Linked DNA regions of Oryctolagus cuniculus: region 2 is linked to region 1. The links are chromatin contacts, called in public Micro-C maps. All regions are on one chromosome and are shown on one strand. The core of a region is the stretch at or near the end of the contact, and the rest is flanking DNA. Distances in the headings are between cores, read along the strand shown.

What was found. Hi-C and Micro-C count contacts between places; a contact is called where the count stands out from the background.
Region 2: a contact with region 1 is called in a Micro-C map of ear pinna, with 11 times the contacts expected there. The contact joins two enhancer-like sites. A contact is called at or near these places in 5 of 6 Hi-C or Micro-C datasets (ear pinna, embryonic fibroblasts, psoas muscle and 2 more).

Annotation. Positions count from the first base shown.
Region 1 is chr13:53,801,373-53,808,164 of mOryCun1.1, reverse strand. No RefSeq gene overlaps it. Among named protein-coding and RNA genes, the nearest start is that of TARBP1, 20 kb to the right of the region's middle. Within about 2 kb of position 3,839, at least 4 of the 8 cell types and tissues checked have an H3K27ac peak or open chromatin away from gene starts, as enhancers often do. A contact at or near this core is called in ear pinna, where this site is marked.
Region 2 is chr13:54,350,632-54,357,697 of mOryCun1.1, reverse strand. The region is part of intron 1 of LOC103350930 (a long non-coding RNA gene); the gene reads left to right. Among named protein-coding and RNA genes, the nearest start is that of TOMM20, 45 kb to the left of the region's middle. Within about 2 kb of position 3,532, at least 4 of the 8 cell types and tissues checked have an H3K27ac peak or open chromatin away from gene starts, as enhancers often do. A contact at or near this core is called in ear pinna, where this site is marked.

The DNA of each region.
Region 1 (6,792 bases), core at 2,590-5,089:
ATCCCTGCTCCCTCTTCTAGCTTCTGGTGCTGCCAGCAGTCTGGGCAATCCCTGGCTAGCAGGTGCAGCACTTCTGCCTCTCCCACCGTAGTGTAGTGTGATCTCCTTGCATCCCGGGCCTGTGTACCCCAGGACTGAAGGGGTTGGATTAAGACCCCACCCCCATGCCACTGTGACCTAATTATACAGGCAAAGAACCTATTTCCAAATCAGTGATGTTCCCAGGTACTGGGGTGAGGACTTTGGCGTGTCTTCTCGGGGACACCGCTGCACTCACATCAGCTGCAGAGAGTAAACTCTCATTGAGGAGGGAGCTGAGGCTGAGAGATGCTGTGATTTTGCTGGGTGGCTGAGCCGGTGTAGGGGAAGCTCAGAGGTCTCATGCTCCCTCACCTCTCTCAGGTTATGGCTTAGGAGGAAGGTCATAGAAAATAATGTAAATTTGGGACAAGATCTTCTATCCTCAAATGCCTACAACAGCCAGGACTGAGCCAGGCCAAAGGCAGGAGCCAGGGATTTAATCCGGGTCTCCCACACGGGTAGCTGGGACTCAAGTACTTGAGCCAGTACTGCCGCCTGCCGGGATGCACATTAGCAGGAAGCTGGATCAGAAGTGGAGCAGCAAGAACTGGAGCCAGGCACTCTGATATGGGATGCAGCTGTCCCAAGCAACGTCTTAACCACTGCACCAAGTGCTTGTTCCACAGCACGCTATTAAAAAGCAGTCCTCTGTACTCTCTGTCTCAGCTCACAGATGTGCGCCTTCTCACGCCTTCTCTCATAGACTTGAGAACCGAAAGTGTTTCTGAACCCTGAAGGGGACCAAGGAAGCTGAGCTTGTCTTCCACAAGCAAGCTGCAGCCTGGTGCTTCATAGTATTGGACTCTTGCACATTCACAGCCGTCTTCATCCCAGCCTTGAGTATTTATTTAGGCTTCAACCATTAAGGAAAAAGAGGAAAGACGAAAACCACAGCATCATTTCTTTGTAAGGGATGTAACACATGGCAGTGCACATGTGCAGATACGTGAGTCTCTCTCTCTCCAAACATTAAAGAATATATTTAGACAACAAGCAGCCTTTAATTCGTCACGGACCGGTTGCTACCTTGGAGTGGTCCAACCTCTGACTCGTCTCCTTTTTTCCTCTTTCCCAGCCTCGGGGATGCTGGGGCCACCCTCGCCAGCTCTCCAGGGAAGTGAGTGAGGACTTTTTTCCTAAGCATTTCAAACAGAGTCTTGCAAGATCTTAAGATAATCATTGCATCGAGTTCCCTCATAATTCCTCTAATTCCGTGCATTAAACTGGATCATTTCAAGGTGATTGCTTAGAGGCGCTTAATGATTTAAAACTAAACAAACATCCTCTACCTGGCCGGGCCGTTTGAAGGACACTTTCTTGTCTTTGCTCCACTACCCTGGGGCTGCGTGTGTGTGTGCATGTGTGATCTCATGTATGCTCTGCATATAAATCAACAGTCTTCAGGAGAGGGGCAGATAGTCCATGGCCTGCCTCACAAGGATGCTTTGAGTTCTGGCTGGAGGATGTAAGGTGCTGTAGGAACCTAAGTTCTGACAACACGGAACAAGGAGCAGGGCCTCAGTGCCTTTGGTATTTCACAGGAATTCCAACCCAAGCAGCTTGTCACAGCCATTATCACTTAATTACCAATATAAATCTCACAAGCAACTTCCGTAACTTCATTTGCAAATGAATATGCACACCTCCTAAATCATTCCCTTCTCTCTGCCTCTCCCCTACGCCCCCCCCCCCACCCTATCCACAGGCTGGATCTGAGAGCAGCGGGATTTGCCTCCCGAGGCCCCCTGCTTCCCGGTGTCCCTCCAGGCCAGCGTGCGCCCCGGAACATGCCGCACCCGCTGAGACCATGCAGTCCCGCCCGGCTCCCTCTGCAGCCCACCAGTGCCCTCCTGGCCCTGATCGGGACAACGCATGGCAGAAACCTGGCTCTGTTTGCCTGACAGGGTTCACAAACCACGGTGAACTCTGCAGCGCTCAGAGGCCAAGTTTCCGGTATGCAGTGAAAACTGAAGCCTGGTTTTGGGTTTCCTTACCGAATTCACACAGCGCCAGTCATGACAAGAGACGTGTGAGGCAGCCAGCTCAGGCAGCACGAGGCCCGGCAGAGACACACGGTGCTCAGTGCTATTTCTAGCTCTGCCACCCACTTGCTGTGTGGCCCGAGGCTGGTCACCTACCCTCACTGCACGCAGCTACCTTTTGCAAGCGTGGGTGTGGGTGCACATGCATGTGCGCACGTGCGCGCGCGTGTGTGTGTGCATGTGTATACCACGCCTCATCCCGCTGGGAACACTGGCTGGGCCTGCGGGATGGCCGTTGAGCTAGCAGCATTCCTTTGACCGGATTTTAATCACGACACAGGCGTCCTCAGAAATGCCAGAGATCCCTCCCACGCCACCGCGCGCCTGGCTCTCCTGGTCACTTGTCTCCGCCTGTGCGCCTTCCAGCTGGGCGGCGGGGACAACTGTGCTGATGCCTTAGGGTCGTCTTTGGTCCTCTTGCAGCCTGTTAAAAATACACACACGTGTGTCCCATTTTTAGAGAAAACGGAAATCAAATCTATTGCATGTATTTTAGGCTCTCTGTCTGAATTCCGAAGTCTTGCTCCTACTTTTTGGGCTCCGGGCACAGTCACAGTGGTTTAGCTTTCCCTCGGGGACAATGCTGCAGACGGGATGTGAGCTCTATTTTCACATTCCTTTAAATGCTTTCCTGGGTCGGTCCCTCCTCCTGCCGAGGAAATTCACTGGGAATCCACGAAATGCTTGAGTGAAGGAAAACAAACCCGGGTGTTGAAGTCAGGGACCTACTGGATCCCACCTCCTAGCTCTCACGCATACGAGCTGTGCGACGTTGGCAAGCTGCTTAACCTCTCTGAACGTGGGTTTCTCAGGTGAAAACCTGGGCCAATGCCAAGGGCCACATCAGCGCCAGGAGCGACTGACATACGCCAGTGGAACAGAGCACCCGGCATGCAGAGTATGTGCCCGCCAGGGTACTTGTTCCAGTCCACCGCGTTCTCTTCCTGTAGGTCTCGGATGCATCAAAAACTTAGGACATGATGGATGTGAATATCGCGTCTGTCTGCCCTTCCCAGGTCCTACTTCCAAAAAAGGGAAAAAGAGAAGGAAATAAACAGCGACTGTCAGAAGCCCTGTTGAAGGCTCCTTCCAGCCAGTGCAATGCACTCTCCATTCCAAACCAGCTTATTAACTATTCACTGCTGTTGGAACCGGACATAAGAACAGAGTTCCCTGCTCAAGACCCAAAACTCCGCAAGCTGAGTGATCCGATTGCTCGGTTCCGACCATTTCCTGCTCTCTCAGTGCCACCCCAGGGCTGAGACGTGCAGCACCGAGAGCTGGGCCAGCTGCAGACTGGGTGGCTACCCCGAACATTTGCTGAACGCCTTGCAGGAGCAATTCCCTTGACTTTCATTTCCACTCTGGGCACTGCATTGCTGGGGGATTATTTCACTGCATGGGTGGCCTGAGTCTCTTGGCCTTCAGCCTGTGGCTCATTCCACCGCTCTGGGCAAGCAGTAACCACCCAAACACGCAAGTCTGTCTCTCATGCCCCAGTGGCATGAATAACATCATTAACTCTTCAAGGCTGAGGTTTGGGATTACGTACAAATCTTATGTCTCACTGCGCTAGCAGGAGGTGTTTTTTCCTTCACGACTGTGCTTCCTCGGCGCTGTGGGCTTCAACACGGAAGCTCGGTGCTCCCTGTCTCCAGTTCCTAAGAACAAATGAACAGACTCCACGGCTTTGAAACTCTTCAGACTCGGGAAATGCGGCTGGCGAGTCCCCAGGAGGGAAAGAGCGGGAAGTACACAGCTGTGCAGTGTGGAGTTTCACATGTTTCTCTGAAGAGGAGCTTTCTAAAAAACCACCTTGCAGGGCACTCCTTAAGAGACACGGTAACACATTTCCTAAGGCCTTGGGCCACTGCTGGCACAGACGCAGGCCGGGCTCAGGTGCAGGGTGGACTGCGCGCGCCATCTGGTGGCTCGGAGCTGACACTGCGCGCATCATCCGGGCTTTTACCCCATTGACAGAATTCACAGGAGTCCATTGTGGGCTTTTAAGTTCTGTGGGAAGTGATCGCCAGGCCCCGAAGGAAGCTGCTGAAAGCCTCATGTTCTGTACTCTGTTCCTTATCCTACAGCTGGATACTCAATACCGCAGGTCGTCGTCCACACAGGGACGATGGGTGTACCCAGCACGGAGCACCTGGGCCCCTCCCTAGTGACCCCACAGGTCTGAGCCCCCCTCTCTCCCCTGCTGAACCCACTCTTCTCCAGGCTTCTGCATCCCGCACTTCCCGAGGCTTGGTCCACAGGCGTTTTCACATCCTCAGAAGTCCGCCCCACTTTTTGGGCCCATACTTGTGTTTCCAGCGTGTATTCCAAGAATCGTTTTATTAATCAGGATTTTTAGAAAAGGCATTCAAAACTTGGGAAACTCGGGGTTACAGGCGCACCTCTGCCTCAGAAGGACATCTTGCAGATACAACAACTTCAGAGAAAGCTTTGGTCTGTGCCACTCACGCGCCTGCTGATCACGTAGCTGTCTGTTCAGAACTGGAAGATGTGAGCCTCCGTCTGCTAGGGCTACCACAACAAAATGCCACAGGGTGGGAGGTTGGGCTCAGGTCAGGGTTCTGGAGGCCGGAAGCCTCAGGCCATGATGTCGGCAGGGTTGGATCCTTCCCAGGCCTCTCTCTCCTCGGCTGGTAGCTGTCGTCTGCTCCCTGTGTCCAGCCAGGACTACCCCTCTGTGTGCATCTGTGTCCTGATGTCCTCTTCCCCCAAGGACATCAGCCCCACTGTGTCAGGGCCAGTCCTAATGGCCTCTTGATGCCCATATCACCTCTTTAACAGCCCCATCTCCAACTCTAGTCACATTCTTTTTTTTTTTTTTAAATAAAGATTTGATTTATTTATTTGAGAGGCAGAGCTACAGCCAGAGAGAGGGAGAAACAGGGAGAGAGAGAGAGAGAGAGAGAGACAGGTCTTTGATCCGCTGGTTCACTCCCCAAACAGCCACAATAGCTGGAGCTGGGCCAGTCTGAAGCTCCTGGTCTCCCACATAGGTGCAGGGGCCCAAGGACTTGGGCCATCTTCCATTGTGTTCCTGGGCCATAGCAGAGAGCTGTATTGGAAGTGGAGCAGCCAGGACTAGAACCGGCACCCAGATGGATGCCGGCACTGCAGGCAGAGGATTAACCTACTGCACCACAGCGCTGGCCCCTCCAGTCACATTCTGATAAGCTGGGGATCAGGACTTCAACGTAGGGATTTTGGAGGGACACAACTCAGCCCAAGGCAACCAACACCTTATTTTCCTATCTACTCTGACTCCGTGGAAAGGACGCATTGTTTAGAGTTAGCAAATACAGAAAGTGGGCGGATCCAACTGTCACGTGTTCTCATTCCTTCACACGCCCACCGTGTGCGACTGCCATATGCAGCAGCAGACTTATGTAGGTCTAACAAACCGGTGGCCAGCAAAGCCCAACACGTTCACTGTCTGGCCCTTTATGGAAAAGGATGGCTGACCCTGGGCTGGAGCACACTCAGGATTCTCGAATTAGACTCCAGTAGGAACTCTACACTTCCCGTTGCCTTTGAGCGGCTGCACAGCGATGCACTCATCCTTGGCGATTTCGCCTCACTTTGCTTCCTCCATTCAGTGTCCTCATAGATACACATGTCTCTTCCTCGGCTACTCTTTTGAACTGGTTGTAACATCCTATGGTTCCCTCCTGAGTTATGAGTTGAGGGGCTAGTGTGTGGTGGAAGGGGTTAAACTGCCACCTGTGATGCCGGCATCCCATATGGACTCCAGTTCTAGTCCTGGCTGCTCTACTTATGATCCAGCTCTCTGCTAGAGTGCCTGGGAAAGCAGTGGAAGATGCCCCAAGTGCTTGGGTCCCTGCACCCATGTGTGAGACCCAGAAGAAGCTGTTGGCTCCTGGCTTTGACCTGGCCATTGTAGCCACTGGGGAAGTGAACCAGTGGATGGAAAGCTCTTTGGCTACTGCTCTGTCTCTCTGTCTGTCTCTCTCTCTCTCTGTGTGTGTGTGTGTCTGTGACTGTCTTTCAAATAAATAAATAAATAACACTTTAAAAAATAATGAGTTGAATACAACCTTCAATGTGTTAATTTTGTATCTATAGAAGAGTCATACTTTTTGTATTTTTTAAAAATTGTCTTTTAGTATCTCAATGTTAGACTTCTTGAGTGTAATCATGGCACTGGGGTTAGGAAGGACAATGGTTTTCTCTCAGAAGCATTCATGGAGCCTACAAATGACTTCTAACCAGCATGCATACATGTACATACACAAATGTCATCTTGGGGAAGAGAGAGAGAGAGAATGATAAAAGATGAACAGATGAACAGCTGGTGAATTCAGGTAGAGGCCACAGGATGTCCTTGGATGTTGTTCAATTCAGTCAACTTTTTAGGTTTGACAATTTTCAAAACAAAATTGGGACAGTAAGTTCCCAGTGAAGCATGTGGCCAGCTTTGTGTCCCATTCTTCCAGATATTTCTTCAGGACTTCAGAGAGAAGCCAATTATAGCTATTTGTGAGTTGTCTTCTTGCAGTGGGTAGTGTGAAGAAGAGTAAGTCAATGAAATATTAATGTTTCTATTGGCACGTGGCTCGATTTCTGTTAGAATTTCTAATAGTACCAAGTGTGAGATGCTAAGATGGAGATTTTTTTTAAAGCCAGATAC
Region 2 (7,066 bases), core at 2,283-4,782, 550 kb before region 1:
GCAGAGTACCATGGGAACGAGAGAGTCAGGCTGGTGCCTTGGGCAGCTCCACTGGGCAATGCAAGGTGGCTGCCCCCAGGGGCCATTCAGGCTCTGGCAAAGCTGGCTTCCGCCCATTTTGACTCTGTGTCAGTTTCCAGGGAGGGAGAATCAGAGGTGCTCCCCCGGGGCTGGTGTCTAGCACTTGTAAAATCTACAGCAGTCCAGGACTGGGGCCAGGAGTCCTGAAAGTGGTGTGAATGCCTCCAGGCTGCCTGTGTGGTAGACGTGGACCACCCTGAGAGCCACGGCAGGGCAGATCCCTGCAGAAGTGACCAGGATACTGTGGAACCTTGTGTTCATATAAAATCTTACCAAAAAGCGAAACGTAGAAGGCGGGTAAAGTAGGAGCTGTTCTGGTAAAGGGGTGGGGGCCAAAGTCCCGCCTACTCTGCACCCATTCCCTGGGCCTCAGGAATGTGATTTTTATTTATTTTAATAAAGAATTAAGCCGGCGCCATGGCTCAATAGGCTAATCCTCCGCTTGCGGCGCCACCACCCTGGGTTCTAGTCCCGGTCAGGGCGCCGGATTCTGTCCCGGTTGCTCCTCTTCCACGCCAGCTCTCTGCTGTGGCCCGGGAGTGCAGTGGAGGATGGCCCAAGTACTTGGGCCCTGCACCCCCATGGGAGACCAGGAGAAGCACCTGGCTCCTGGCTTCGGATTGGCTCAACGCGCCGGTGTAGTGCGCTGGCCATGGCAGCCATTTGTGGGATGAACCAATGGAAAAGGAAGTCCTTTCTCTCTGTCTCTCTCTCTCTCTCTCACTAACTCTGCCTGTCGAAAAAAAAATTTAAAAACCAGTTTAATTTTTTAAAAAATTACTTTTTTTTTTTTTTGAAAGGCAGAGCTACAGAGAGAGAGAGGGAGGGACAGAGAGAGGATTTCCATCCACTGGTTCACCCCCCAAATAGCTGCAACAGCCAGGCTGAAGCCAGGAGCCAGGAGCTTCTTCTGTGTCTCCCACACGGGTGCAGGGGCCCAAGCACTTGGACCATCCTCTGCTGCTTTCCTAGGCCATAGCAGAGAGCTGGATTGGAAGCGGAGCAGAGAGAATCAAACCAGTGCTCATATGGGATGCTGGCATTGCAGGCAACAACTTAACCCACTACACCACAGGACTGGCCTCCCACCTTTATATTAAAAAAAAATTGTTTATTTGAAAGGCAGAGTGACAGAGAGTAATCTTCCATCCACTTGTTCAATCCCCAAAAGGCGACAACATCGAGGGTCTGTCTAGGCCAAATCCAGGAGCCAGGAAGTCCATCCAGGTCTCCCACATGGGTGATAGGAATCCAAGCACTTGGGTCATCTTCCACTGCTGTCTGGGAGCATTAGCAGGGAGCAGCTGGGACTTGAACTGTCACTCCAGTATGAGATGCCAGCTTTGCAAATGGCAGCTTAACCTGCTGTGCTCCAAAGCTGGCCCCCACTTTCATATTTTTAAGATGATTTGATTTGCAGAATTAAAAAAAAAAAAGGCACACAGGCATAGGTAGTAAGTGGAATGCCAGAAAACAACTTGTGTCCCTGGATGGCTGGGAATTTGCTCATGGATCAGCTGGTGTGCAGGCCACATCTGGTCTTGCCCCACATCCGTTTGTCCTCAGCTCTCCTTCCAACATGGACCAGGGTCTGAGCTTGCTGTGGTCACCGACCGTGCCTCAGATCGGAAACATGCTCCACTGTGTCTCGTGGGCAGGTGACTTCCGTCTAACGCAGGCTCAGGGGACATCCCAGCAGGGCAGGATGACGCCATAAAACGTCCTGAAGGAAGACAGTACTTGGCTCACTGTAGCTCTTAGGTTATCCCACATTATATTTGCACGTACACCCCGGAGAGATCTGCCCACCTCCTTGCAGACAGTTCCAGGGAAAGATGTGCTGGGCCCTGTAGGGTGCTCAAGGCGGCCCCTGTCCCTGTCTCACAGCTCAGCTGGGCCATCGGCTGCTCTGCACCTTTTCCCTGAGCCACTTGATGGCACTATGAGAACTGGAGAAAAGAGGCTGCTTCCCCAGAAACCGTCTCCTCAGTCCTGATTGTCTCCAAACTCCCATTTCCACCTGCCTCCTCCCAAACACAGCAGAATCACTTCTTAGCCTGGTCCCCCCCCACCCCACCTGCCCCGCCGTCGGATCCACGGTTGGGTGCAGTTTCAGGAGCACCCCTTCCTCCCCGCCGCCGCCCTGTTTCCTGCCCTCATGCGCTTGTCCTTCCATCTGTTTTTTTTTTTTTGGGGGGGGGTTATATTCTGGGTGTTTTGGGGGCCTCCATCATTCCGGCAGATAATCTGCAGGAGAAGGAAAGGCCATGAAAACCTGATAAGACTTTGGGCCTCTGAAAGAGAAAGAAGTGCCTGGAATCCTTCTGGCCACGTGACTTGTTTTCCAGAAGAAAGAAGAAAACAGCAGTGGGGAGAGAGCTGAGAGGAGGCAGTGGGAGAAGGTGCAGGGGAGGAATGGCAGGAATGTGCAGAGAGGCAGGAAGCAGGGTCTCTGGCCCAGGAATCTTGGCATTAAGTTGCAGGGCTGAGAGGCAGTCTGTTCTTGGCTTCCCAGCTGCCACTGTGTCAAAATCCCCCTCGCCCGGGTCAAGGGTGGGTGGTGGCTTGGTCAGGAGGGACCCTTGCGGTAATCTACTTACTTGGGCCTCTGGGTTCCCCGTTCTTGAGGCCACTTCCTCTTCCCCGAGAGACAAGTGGGGAGCAGGCTCAGGAGACGCAAGCTAGGGAAGAGGACAGGCCCAGCTGCCCCCAGACCTCAGCTCCCAAAGCACCACCCACCGCCCCCACCAGCTGCCCCTGGACTCCAGAGAGAGGAAGGAGAAAATGCCGCTGCTTGGGAGGAATTTGCTGAAAGAAAAGCATTTCCCCAAACAATGACCAGGAAATATTGTCTTGACTGATACTCCTGACGTGTGCTGACCTCCTGGCAGAGTTATTCCAAGGCTCTGGTGCTATACAAGGCTGATGGGGCAGCTCCCAGAGCCGGAGGGGCTCACCCTGCCCAGGCCGTCCGAGGCCTCTTGCTTGAGAGGTGTTAGGGGCTCTCTGCATAGACCTCGGTTTGGCCAACCCTGACCTTGAGCAGGGGCCCAGGCCGGCCTGCACAGCTTGCTTGCAGGTGGGAGGCCATTCTCTGCTGACTCAGGCCCAGACTGGGGCAGGTGCATGCCTTCAACCCCATGAGTAATACCTGGCTTTTCATCTTCAAAGGGCCTTCCCAAGATTAGCCAATTAGTCACCCCCAGGGGAGCTACAAAGCAGGTTATTATTGTCTTCATTAATCCCAGTAGTGGGGGAGGGGGTAAAGGGAGTCCCCACCCCAGGCCAGTGAGAAAACCTGCAGCAAGGGAGTGAGGATTTGGGTGCAGGAGCTGAGGACAGCTGCTGAGGAGTCCCTGAGTTGTTGGAGGTGGGCAGTGATGAACCCACAGCCTTAAAGAGAGACGCCACTGGAGAGGGCACCTTGCTGAACCCAGGGCCAGTGGATGGAAAGGCAGGTTGTCAGGAACCCACCCGTGGGGGCTTTTGGAAAAGCCGCTGGGCATGCTCACGCCACCCTGCCCCTCTGAGCCATCCAGTTTTTGTCAAACGAATCTTGGAACACTTTCCTTTCTGTGTCTGTGTGAGGATTTTGAACATGGTAACAACACATGACTCAAGCACCTTGCAAATCAGAAGTGTGATAATGAAAACTTAGAACATTCATCCAGGTCTCTTTGAGCCACCGGCTTGTTCCTGTTCAGATGCAGGTTGCAGACAGCGAGTTTTGAAGGTAAGTCTGCATCCTGGTGACACAGTGAGAACTGAAGCACCTTCTGGAAGCCAGACAGCAGAGCAAGCCTTTCAGTCAACCCTGTCTGCAGCTGCTTTTTATAAACTTGGCATAAATATGTGCTTGGGAACGCCAGGACAGTGTATCTGGAAAATATTTTCTACCATTTGAAAACACACACACACACACACACACGTACACACACATACAGAAAGAAAGAAAAAAAAAAAAGAACCCAACAGAAATTGTGCATAATACAGAGTGGCTTCATTTGTGGTTTTTTTCCATTACTTCCTCAGTTCATTTTTCTGCTGCCAATTTTAGAAGGCCATAAGTCATAGTTGTTGTTAAACGTTGTCAGTTAAAATGTAGCTCTAAGAACAAAGTCATATGATAGGCTGAAGTCACAGAGCCTCTGGGGAGGATTCTAAGGCACCGTGTTTGTGTGCTCTGTGCCGTCTGCGAAGTCCAGGCTCGGGTGTCTCCCGGTGTTTCTTGGTATGTGTTACAAGGCAGTCCTGACTGTCACTGGGCCCTGGGCTTGTCATTTTTGCCGCAGCTCCCAAGGGCCACCTACCAGAGGGCAGGAGAGGTGCTGAGTCAAACTGTCAATCCGCATTTTCTCTGTGTGACCCAGGAATGGAATGTGGCCTCATTAAGGGCGATTTGCTAAGAGTTCCATACTTTTATTGCTCCTAGAAATGACTGGGCCCACTTTCTCATTTACACTGACTGTGCAGAATAAGAAATGAAGAGGCCAAAAGGGAGTAAACCGGCTGTGTTTGAGGCTGGAGTGGCTCCGCTTCCTCACTGACCGTGCTGGGTAGAACTGAAAAGCCAGGGATGACAACCGCGCGGCCGGAGCTTCTGTGCCTCGGGGCGTCCAGCAGGCCGCCCTGTTTGATTTGCCTGCTAGACTGGGAGGCTTTAGACGTCAGGGTCTTGTGTTTCTCCCAAGCTGTTCTAGAGCTAAGGCCAAGGCCAAAACCCAACCAGCCAGTGGGCACCGAGAAACGCTTGTGCTTACAACCAGCATGAAAGGCAAAACCCCAGCAGCCCCCTGAGAGCAAGGTCAGCCCTCAGCCTGGTGAGGAGGTGGGGCGGGGGGTATCTCCAGACACTTTCCTGGGCCCTCCTTTGGCCTGCTCTTCACTTCGCCATCCCCTCAAGCCGGGAGGAGAGCAAGGGAACGCGGGGTGGGAGAAGGTAGCTTGCTCTGCGGCCGGAGCCCCAAACTTTGAGGGTGGGCAAGGCAAATCCAGAATTCAGGCCATCACTCTGAACACTAGATCCTACTCCAATCCACAATACAGTCAGGGACTGCGGGCAGGACTGAAAGGGCTGATCCCAAGCCCTGGCCCTGACTTGCCAAGCCACTTGCAGGAGGCAGCAACGCGCTCTCTGTTCTTGGTTCTCCATCTGTGGAGAGGGTGCTTGTGTCCTAGATGCTACATGAGGGGTCTCCCCCCTACACTCACGGTCAGTGCCTCCACAGGACATGCACAGGGCACTTCACTGTCCTGGAGCCAAGTCCTCCAGGCTGTGGCATTTGCTCTGTCTGCGGGGGTCGGTGGCACTGCTTTCAAAAGGAACCACGTGCGTCTCAGCTGGCGTGCTTCGGGGGGCCATCGCTTCTCTTTTGAGCCTTCTCTCCTCCACAGCAAACATTTCTGCTCCTCCATTCATTTTTTTTTTATCTTCTATTTAATGAATATAAATTTCCAAAGTACGACTCATGTGTTACAATGGCTTCCCCCCCCATACCGTCCCTCCCACCCACAACCCTCCCCTTTCCCACTCCCTCTCCCCTTCCATTCACATCAAGATTCATTTTCGATTATCTTAATATACAGAAGATCAGCTTAGTATACCTTAAGTAAGTATTTCAACAGTTTGCTCCCACACAGAAACATAAAGTGAAAAATAATAGATGATTTTTTTTAAATGATGATCCTCCATTCATTCTTTCAACACTGGGCAGCTACCATGCTTGGGCATTGTGCCTGGTACTGGATACATCTGTGAATAAGTCCCCATCTTCACAAAGTGTTCCTTCTAGTGGGAGTTGTCCACGTGGTCCACGTGGGCCAGCTCACCCAGCAAGCTGACTGCAGACACCTGAGCGAGCAGACAGCCCCAGGGCTGCCATGGTCTGTGTGAATGGGTGGGTGCCTTGGGGTTTGCTGCTTCACCTCTCCCAGCCCTGCCTGTGAAGTGGGTGCACCACTTGCTTCCTGGGGAGGCCATGAGGAGTGGGTAACAAAGCACGTGTGACCAGGCACTCTGACAAATGTTGGCTGCCCTCCCAGCTCTTTCCAAGGTCTCAAATTATCAGCCTCCCAGGTCCACTTCCTGCCTTCTCTTCTGGATGATCTCATTGAAAAATTCAACCTTGCCTGGGCAAACAGGGAAACTGATTCCAAATTCCAAAGCGGACCTAGACGTATTTTCTTGGAGCATGGTCTGGGGTGGCGTGGGAGGGAGCTGCTGCTCTCCGAGGTCTTCCTGTGCTGTCTTGTTGCTAAGCCCAGCTTCTCTGCAGCTGGCTTGTGAAGACCAGATTTGGAGGGTTCGAGTGCCCGTCTTCGCTGCCCGAGGGCTGCCCGCCTCTGACCGCTCTGCCCTCTGTTCACAGCTTCTCCATGCTCTGTCTCTGAGGAAATACTGAAAAGACTCAGGAAGTGAGCTCACTTTTTTTTTTTTTTTTTAATTTCCTCCCCCTCCTTTTCCAAAACAGTGCAGCCTTCCTGGAAGAAGTCAAACAAAACAAGTGTGACTATTTTAAAAATGATTGGAAAAGTCATTCCGAACAGTGCGACTTTGAACAGCTTGGGCCACTGCCTTTACAGCTTACTCCATGGTGGACATTCAGGGCGGGGGCAGGGCAGCCTGTGTGGTCTAGGTGGTGTAGGAGGAGGCAGCTGATGGCTGACTGGGTCTGCTGATCAGGCCGCCTCAAAAGATCACATGCACCTAACCTGTGCAGATGTCAAAGACGCAGATAGGCAGAGCTGTGAGTGTGTGTGTGTGTGTATGTGTGTATGTGTGTGTGAGACCATGTCTACCTAAAATCAAACAGCATAGTGCAATAGCCGAATCACTTCCCAGGCACAGATGACTTGTGCTGTGCATGGGGGTGATCATTTCGGGTTTGGTGGTGACCTTGGGTGACTCAAGCTGGTCCCGGTGTTGCGATTAATAACATCATTGTGTGTGCCGAGGCCGAGGTCGGGGGCTGGGGAGGGACACCTT